2 separate regions of the Danio rerio genome follow, and region 1 is linked to region 2. Evidence: chromatin contacts called from public Micro-C data. All regions are on one chromosome and are shown on one strand. The core of a region is the stretch at or near the end of the contact, and the rest is flanking DNA. Distances in the headings are between cores, read along the strand shown. Region 1 overlaps ap2s1 (adaptor related protein complex 2 subunit sigma 1). Region 2 overlaps arhgap35a (Rho GTPase activating protein 35a).

Evidence for each region. A called contact is a pair of places that touch in the nucleus more often than the background predicts.
Region 1: a contact with region 2 is called in a Micro-C map of caudal fin, with 17 times the contacts expected there. The contact joins two enhancer-like sites. A contact is called at or near these places in 9 of 18 Hi-C or Micro-C datasets (caudal fin, embryo, hematopoietic stem cells and 2 more) and 1 of 4 datasets of contacts at active chromatin or transcription factors (caudal fin).

The regions. Positions count from the first base shown.
Region 1 is chr15:9,968,372-9,971,781 of GRCz12tu, forward strand. It overlaps ap2s1 (adaptor related protein complex 2 subunit sigma 1), which reads left to right. Exons shown (of 5, transcript NM_213155.2): 5 at 1-1,710. Among named protein-coding and RNA genes, the nearest start is that of ap2s1, 32 kb to the left of the region's middle. Within about 2 kb of position 1,355, at least 10 of the 62 cell types and tissues checked have an H3K27ac peak or open chromatin away from gene starts, as enhancers often do. A contact at or near this core is called in caudal fin, where this site is marked.
Region 2 is chr15:9,774,298-9,778,025 of GRCz12tu, forward strand. It overlaps arhgap35a (Rho GTPase activating protein 35a), which reads right to left. Exons shown (of 7, transcript XM_001343600.7): 6 at 3,068-3,173; 7 at 1-2,984. The coding sequence ends at 2,573. Among named protein-coding and RNA genes, the nearest start is that of npas1, 90 kb to the left of the region's middle. Within about 2 kb of position 1,929, at least 3 of the 62 cell types and tissues checked have an H3K27ac peak or open chromatin away from gene starts, as enhancers often do. A contact at or near this core is called in caudal fin, where this site is marked.

The DNA.
Region 1 (3,410 bases), core at 105-2,604, 190 kb after region 2:
CAAATGTTTAATATGCTGCACTGCAAATAATAAATTTGTTACTGCTTTGTCTTGTTTTCTGGTACAAGTATCCATATTGTTAAAACTCCAAATACGTAAAGGTGATCTTCCTGTTGGTGACTATATCTTTTTTTATACAATTAAGATGTTCATAATGGTGTCACAAAAAGGGTTTCGCAACAACTGTTGGCACTTTTGAGAGTAAAAAAAAAACATACAGGCAAAACCAAATTAACTGACCGTTTCAGTATGGAGATGTCATTAATCCATGAACAGTTCCTGCTTGTCTTAACTATTTCTGAATTGTAAGAGGCGATTCGGTTGTAACTAATGTTAACATGGCTGCTAAAAAAAGTGTCAATATGGACCTTTCTGGATTCTAATAAGATTTGGAAATGAAGATATAAAACAGCAAATACATAAATACCATTGTTATTATTTACATCCCTCAAAATGGTCTACCCACTACTGATTCGGTGAGGTCCTAAGAAGTGAAATTAAAATTTATGTCAAACAAAATACATTATTTTAGATCCACAGCTTTGGCCAATTGTATTCTTTTTGTTTTGCCTATTATTATTATTTTTTTTTTTTCACTCTAAAAAGTAATAATCGGGTTAATCAGCCTAATGGTGAATTTAAAGAAAAATGAAGGAGAAAACAAAATATTTCCTTGCCATACTCTTACTATGCATCTGTTTCTTCTGTTGAACACAAAGGAAGGTATACTGAAGTATGTTGGGAAAAAACATCCATTGACTTCCATAGTCGAAACTAAAATATGTAAATCAATAGTTGTTTTTCTCCCCCAACATTCTTCAAAATATCATCCTTTGTATTCAACAGTAACTTAAACGGGAACAAGTGGATGGTTAAAAGTGTTGTGAGGGTTAAAATTCCAAAATGTTACAACAAAGTCAAATAAAAATATAAATTTACAGCAAGATTTTACTATAAAATCAAACATATAAATGTTTGTATTTACGACAGACTCCCGTTGCTCGCATCAAAAGGATGGGGCGAATATGATTAATGTATTTTTTTCAACGACGACGTTTATTTTTTTGGTTAACTATTACTTAAAATTTCCTTCTCAATGTATGTTTTGGTGTTAGTATCTGGAAAACAAGACAAAAACACAGCAAGCCTGTTCGCAGTGTTAAGTCAAAGTCTGTGAAGGTTGTTTTGTATTGTGTACATATACATTATATATGCATCTATTTGAAACGTAATTGTATGAACTAACTAGTCATTCCAAGCCTCTAAACCGGGTCAGTTTCTGCTCGTTGTAAGTCTTCTGGCTTTGTGGAGAACTGAAGCCGGCGATTAGCGAGCGCTTTAGAGAACCAGGCTGAGTGGAAGAATGAAGCTCGAGGGAAATGACAAAAGATGGTCTACTTTTAATTTCCCCTTTTGTGGCGCTGCTTCCCTCGCGCCAAAAGGCTCTATGGCAACAGCTCAGCCTTGAAAATTCCATTACACTTCGGGTCATACGTTACGATGAGTTTTTGTCTTTATTTTGTACTTGTATGTTTTATATGGTCTTTCTTTTCGTCCCTTCAGCCTTAGTTTGAAATTTGGTAGGTCTACCTATTTGTCCCTGTGAAATTGCAGATTAAACGCTGATTTAAGTGGTGTTTCTCTTGCGTATGTTTCTGTCAGTGTATATATAACCATGAAGGTGAAATAAAACGTACAACTTCAAATGTGTTTGAGTGTATTGAGTTTTTTTTTTTACATGTAAACACTGCCATCTGTCGGACATTGAGGAATGTGTAAATATTTTGAAGAGGTTATCTGTATAATGGTGTACTTCGACTTAATGAATGAAACTAATGTAAAACTAGATGTAGTTAAAACATCTATTCCCAGACAAAAAACTGTTAAATTTCCTTGACTTTCAGGAACATGCCGCGGTTGTGCTTTACATCATTTTATGATTATTTTAGCTTCAATAAAATTTTCTACGAGTCAGTCACTAAAATGAGTTTGTGATGTGCTCCCTCCCAACTTTGATAGCTCAATATTAGTATTACAATTCAGTTTTTCATTTACATTTCAACACCGCACAGCAAAATTTCCAGTGTTATTAAGGTTTCAAATTTTTTGAGTTAAAAAGTGTTATTGGTGATGTTAATTTAAATGACACAAACACCTTCAGAATTGACATATTTGACACTAGAAAAGACCTAGTTTCATTTCTGGTCACTTCACGTTATTAATCAATGGCGGACGGCACAGGAGTGCAGTTTTCAAACAGGTATAAAATTTATTTAACCACAAATATTCAATACATTCCTACATTAACCAGGTTGAGTTCTTACCACTTATCAATTTAAACACACATCAACTAGAGCCAAGAGTTGGTTAGTGGGAAAATAAATGTAAAGTCAAACCTTTAAAAGAGTTTTTATATTTGATTCAGGTTTTGGTATTTGAGAATATGTTATGAGAAATTTGCGGTAATGATTCATTTAACTGGTTGAATTGTTTCCCGTTTACAGTTTGAACTGTCATTGTGTTTTCTGTTGGAGTGGCTAGCCAACATGTGCTTGAAATTATGACAATAAATGAAACACGTTTTAGTTTAACTTAAGTTTAGCATTCTATTATATATCACAGATATTTTTTTATAGTTGACATGAACAGTACAACGCAGCATGACCGCATTACCATTTAACATTATAGCACAGCTAACGTTACATTCTTCAAACCATTTTTTTAAATGATCAACGCGCACACTCATAATGCAACAAATAATCTTATGGTTAAAATACATTTAAATATAAACCTAGACATGTATGAACACTATAAGTATTAAGGACACTCAGTGTTAAGATATAAACACAAAGTGTAGTTTTAAAGTGTAGTTTTAACATATTTACTCCATGCAAATATGAAAGGGAGTGGAAAACAGCGTTAACACTAATTGTAAAAATATAACTATTTCAGTTATAAATTGAACTATATAAAAACAGAATGAATTCATTTTCACACTTTGAGAATAAAATTAACACTTTCAATTTGGCTGTGTATGAAGTTATTTTAAAGCAGAATATCCTAAAATCTATTATTTACCCTGACGTTAAATTTAATTAACAGGTAGGCTGTGCTATAGGCTTCTGCAGTATAATTTATTTTTTTTTGTTTGTGATGTTATCACGATCTGGTATTAGGATTGGCTACTATGTCAAAAAAAAAAAAAAGAAATACTTTACATTGACTAATAAATAATTTGTGTTTTGCTTTATAAAAGTAAATGAATGTTAAACAGCTTTTGCGCCTGGATCGTCAAAATAGTGCCCTTTAAGAGCATATTTATGTTATTTGCTTTCATTAGATACAGAAAAGCTGGAAAAAAACAAGTATAATAAATGTGTATTGGAAAAAGTAATTAGTTATTTTTTTTT
Region 2 (3,728 bases), core at 679-3,178:
TTTTAATACTGAGAGTGGTAACCCCCTCTCTCTGACCTGGTCTTGAATCATGCAGTACATCATTGTTGGCCTTTACACCATTCACAAAAAAAAAAAAAAAAAAAAAAAAAAAAAACTTTAAAAATGTTGCCTCATTTTTTAATAATTAAAAAAAAAAACATAAAAAGAAAATCTCCTCTATCACCATTGACTACTGGGCAAAGTGTCAGACCCCCTAACGTACAAATAAACAACCATTCTGAATATAGTTTTGCTCCTTTCTCCTTTAACTTAATCTGTCACCATTGTTGAAAACCAAAAATGAAAATGAACATAGAACAAAATAAAGTGATGCAGCCAAATAGGATTGCTGAACCAATGTCACATTTTAATACACGTTTGTCATATCGCATTTCGTTGTCTCTCCCTGCCTTTTTTTATTTTTCTCAAAGCACAGTCTTTGGCTGCGAAGGACAGTCGGATCTGAAGGAATACACTGAAAATACAGAGAAATGCAGCATTCATACACAAAGTACCAGGGGCGTATAGGCCACACAGCTCCCGATTTCCCAAAATATACCATTACTTTTGCTCTCTGGGGGCAAAAGACATAGTGTTTGAGTAAAAACAGCCAATCAGAAGTCAGAGCAGATGCCGACCTACGTCTAAAAAGGTTCAGGTCGATTGCAGTTAGGATTAACAAGTATCACAGGGAGAGATATGCACAAAAATGAAGTGAAATCTGCTGTGGATACATTCATTGATCTTCATACACGTGATTGTTTCACAGTTTGACAAAATCTGCTTCTCTTGAAAATCACGGCTCACAACAAACAGACTGTTCGATTGAGTTCAAATCAACACAGGTCATAGAAAATGATCCATTACCAATCTGGAGTGAGTAAACTCACGCAATAGAAAGAATAAGTGCTGGGGAATATTGATACAAGCAACCATTTAACGTCTGATTTTTTTTTTTGTTTCTTTCTGCTGCAAAGTGAATTGTGTGTTTTCAAATGCGTCCAGCATTTTCTAGACAAAAACAAAACAAAAATGTAGTATTAGGATGAAAACGAGCTGAATATTGGCATGCAATACCTGCTTTATCCACTGGGTGGTAGTGTTGTCACATTAACTGTCCCGTTTTTGTTTCCCGTTTAAAAACTTGTAGGATTTTATAAACAATGTCACCCTTCGGAGATCAACTCTGAAGTACTGATTTAGTTAGTCTTGACAAAAAGCTACTAGCTGCAAGCTAATAATTAGCATACAATCAGCGCACCACATGCTGTTTTCACACAATAAACTGCCAAATCACACTAGACTGACTGATTCAAACAATCACCAGATTACTGGAATCCACTTCTCAGACATTTTGTGAACTGATGAATGTTGTCTAAACATGTTCAATCAGCGACAACATGCTCTGAGCAACGCCAACAGAGGAATCACACTGAAACTTCGAGAACTAAAGATTGTTGTCATTGGTCAGCGTCTGTTGGCGCGGTGTGAATTGGCCTTAAAGACATTATCTTTCCCCATAAGCCGTTACTTCCATCCCACCTTATATTTCACCAACAGTTTACGTATTCCATCTGAATTGGTACAATGTTTTCTCAAGTGCAACCTTCCTTTACCTTCCAGAACTCGCATTTCATGGTTAATGGTCATATCTCTCCTCTAAATAACCATACACTTTAACCCATCCCTTACAAGTCATAACTCAGCAGAAAAAAATGGCCCACAAGTCTAGCTAGAAAGGGGGGAGCAAAACTTCCTGAAACATGTCATAACAACAACAATACAACTCCCAAATGAACAGACACCGAAGATCCTCGTGGAGCAGGAAATCGAGGGGTTGTGTGGTTGTGAGGACATTCTGCAGTAAAAGAAGCGTTAGTCTTCCAGCATATTCTGGAGGATCGAGTGAGAGGAAAAAAACTTCAAATCCCAGAATGCTGTGCGAAAGCATTCCACACACATATATCCTTCCCAGCAAAACTTGATCCAGTTTGTCAAGTTCTAGTTTCGATTGATTTTTTTTTTTTGGTCTTTCTTTAAAAGGCCGTTACAAGCAAAACAGGATAAATAAGGGGTAGGAATGTGGTCGTGTTGCTGCTTCAAAAAAAAAGAAAAAAAAAGGGTTTTCAAATCATAATTTGATAATGAACAGTGGTCGAAAGCTACGACAACAATCTGGTGAATATATAGACCACCTTGTCTAGAGTGGTCACTCAAATACGAGTTGAGTTTTAGCCCCTTTTGTCCCCAAACTGACTCCGCTGGAGATGTTTGCAAGTCACATGGACCCATAGGAGATCTGGGATTGGGTGAACCACACTTCATGTGCAGCTGTCTGCGTGTTTGAGGAGCGTAAAGGGCCAAGAGCAGAGCGGCGCTGCAATTTACGGAGTAGCATGATGCAGAAAGAGGGCGATGAAGTGTGGTTGACGTAGCTCTTGACCTCTTTCTTTCTTGTTCCTCTACTGCTTTCGCTTGTGATAAGTCTGGCACGGCCGTGCAATCTCGGATATTTCTTCCATTCAATTAATCTCTTTCAGTGCTCCCAAAGTTGTCCTCCTAATCTCCAGGTTCACAGCATGTGTTGTTCTGTAGGGGTGTGATGGGGGTGCAGAGGCGGCAGCAGGCTCTGGATTGGGGATTGAGGGGTTGGTGGTGGAGAATGAGGTGGGGATTGTTGAGCGGGACTAAAGGGCGGGGCTACGGGTTGTATTGAGGCATAACTGGTAGAGTAGGCGGAGCCAGAAGACAAAGTGGCTGTGGGTGAGGCGGGCTGTCCCGGCAGTCCGCTAGGTGTGTCGGCGAAGGGTTGATTGTAGAAGAAGAAAGCACACTGGTGGATAAAGGTCTCGATGATTGTCTGATAGGTGCGCGTGGCCGTCAGAGCATCCATGGTGGTGAAATCCGGCCTCATTAACGTCGGCCAGAAACAGATGGACAGATTCTCGCTGGTCATCAGGTTCAGTCGGCTGTTTAGACTCACCCTGAGGAAAACGAAAAAGAGGAATAATGAGAACGGAAAGTGGTTATGGGAGTGAGTTAGATTGCGAGTTGCTCTCATTCTCACTTGTTCAGGTGAGTGATGACGTATTTGAAGACATCGTAGTTCTCTCGAGGGAACCTGCGGAGCACGTCCTTCATGGTGTGGAGACGATGCTCTCGATCATTGATTTCTGCAGGGGGCCGAGAGGGAACACAGAATGAGACACAAACACATTTATTTTCTTCATGCTTCAAAGGTGTTCACTTTTCCCACAACAAGTATGGTTAGAGGGTGACCGAATGCACACACAGGAGGTCAGTCAAAGTCAAAACTTAAACAGTTTAAAACACTCTTGATGGGAAATCTAAAAACTTGTGTCCTTTTAATTTCTGTAAAGTAACAAAAGCACAAATACAATTTTCTGTAGAGTAAAAACAAGTGTTTTACCCAATGCTTAGACTGATAAAACCTGGCTAATTGGTGAACGTCTTACATAATCACATACAAATTAGCTGCTAATTCAACCAAAATGTAAAACAGTTACTTTTCCCATGAAATAATACTGATATTTGTGGAAATATTGCATATTTTATGAACCAAAAACATGACATTTAGTTGTGCCCTAACATTGTGTCTTCTACCCTGCTACCATAAAACTTCCATTAAAGCATTTGGAAGCAGTACAATTTAGGGCGTATGCACACTCGGCACAGTTGCCTTGAACTGCACCGAAGAGCAAATGTCC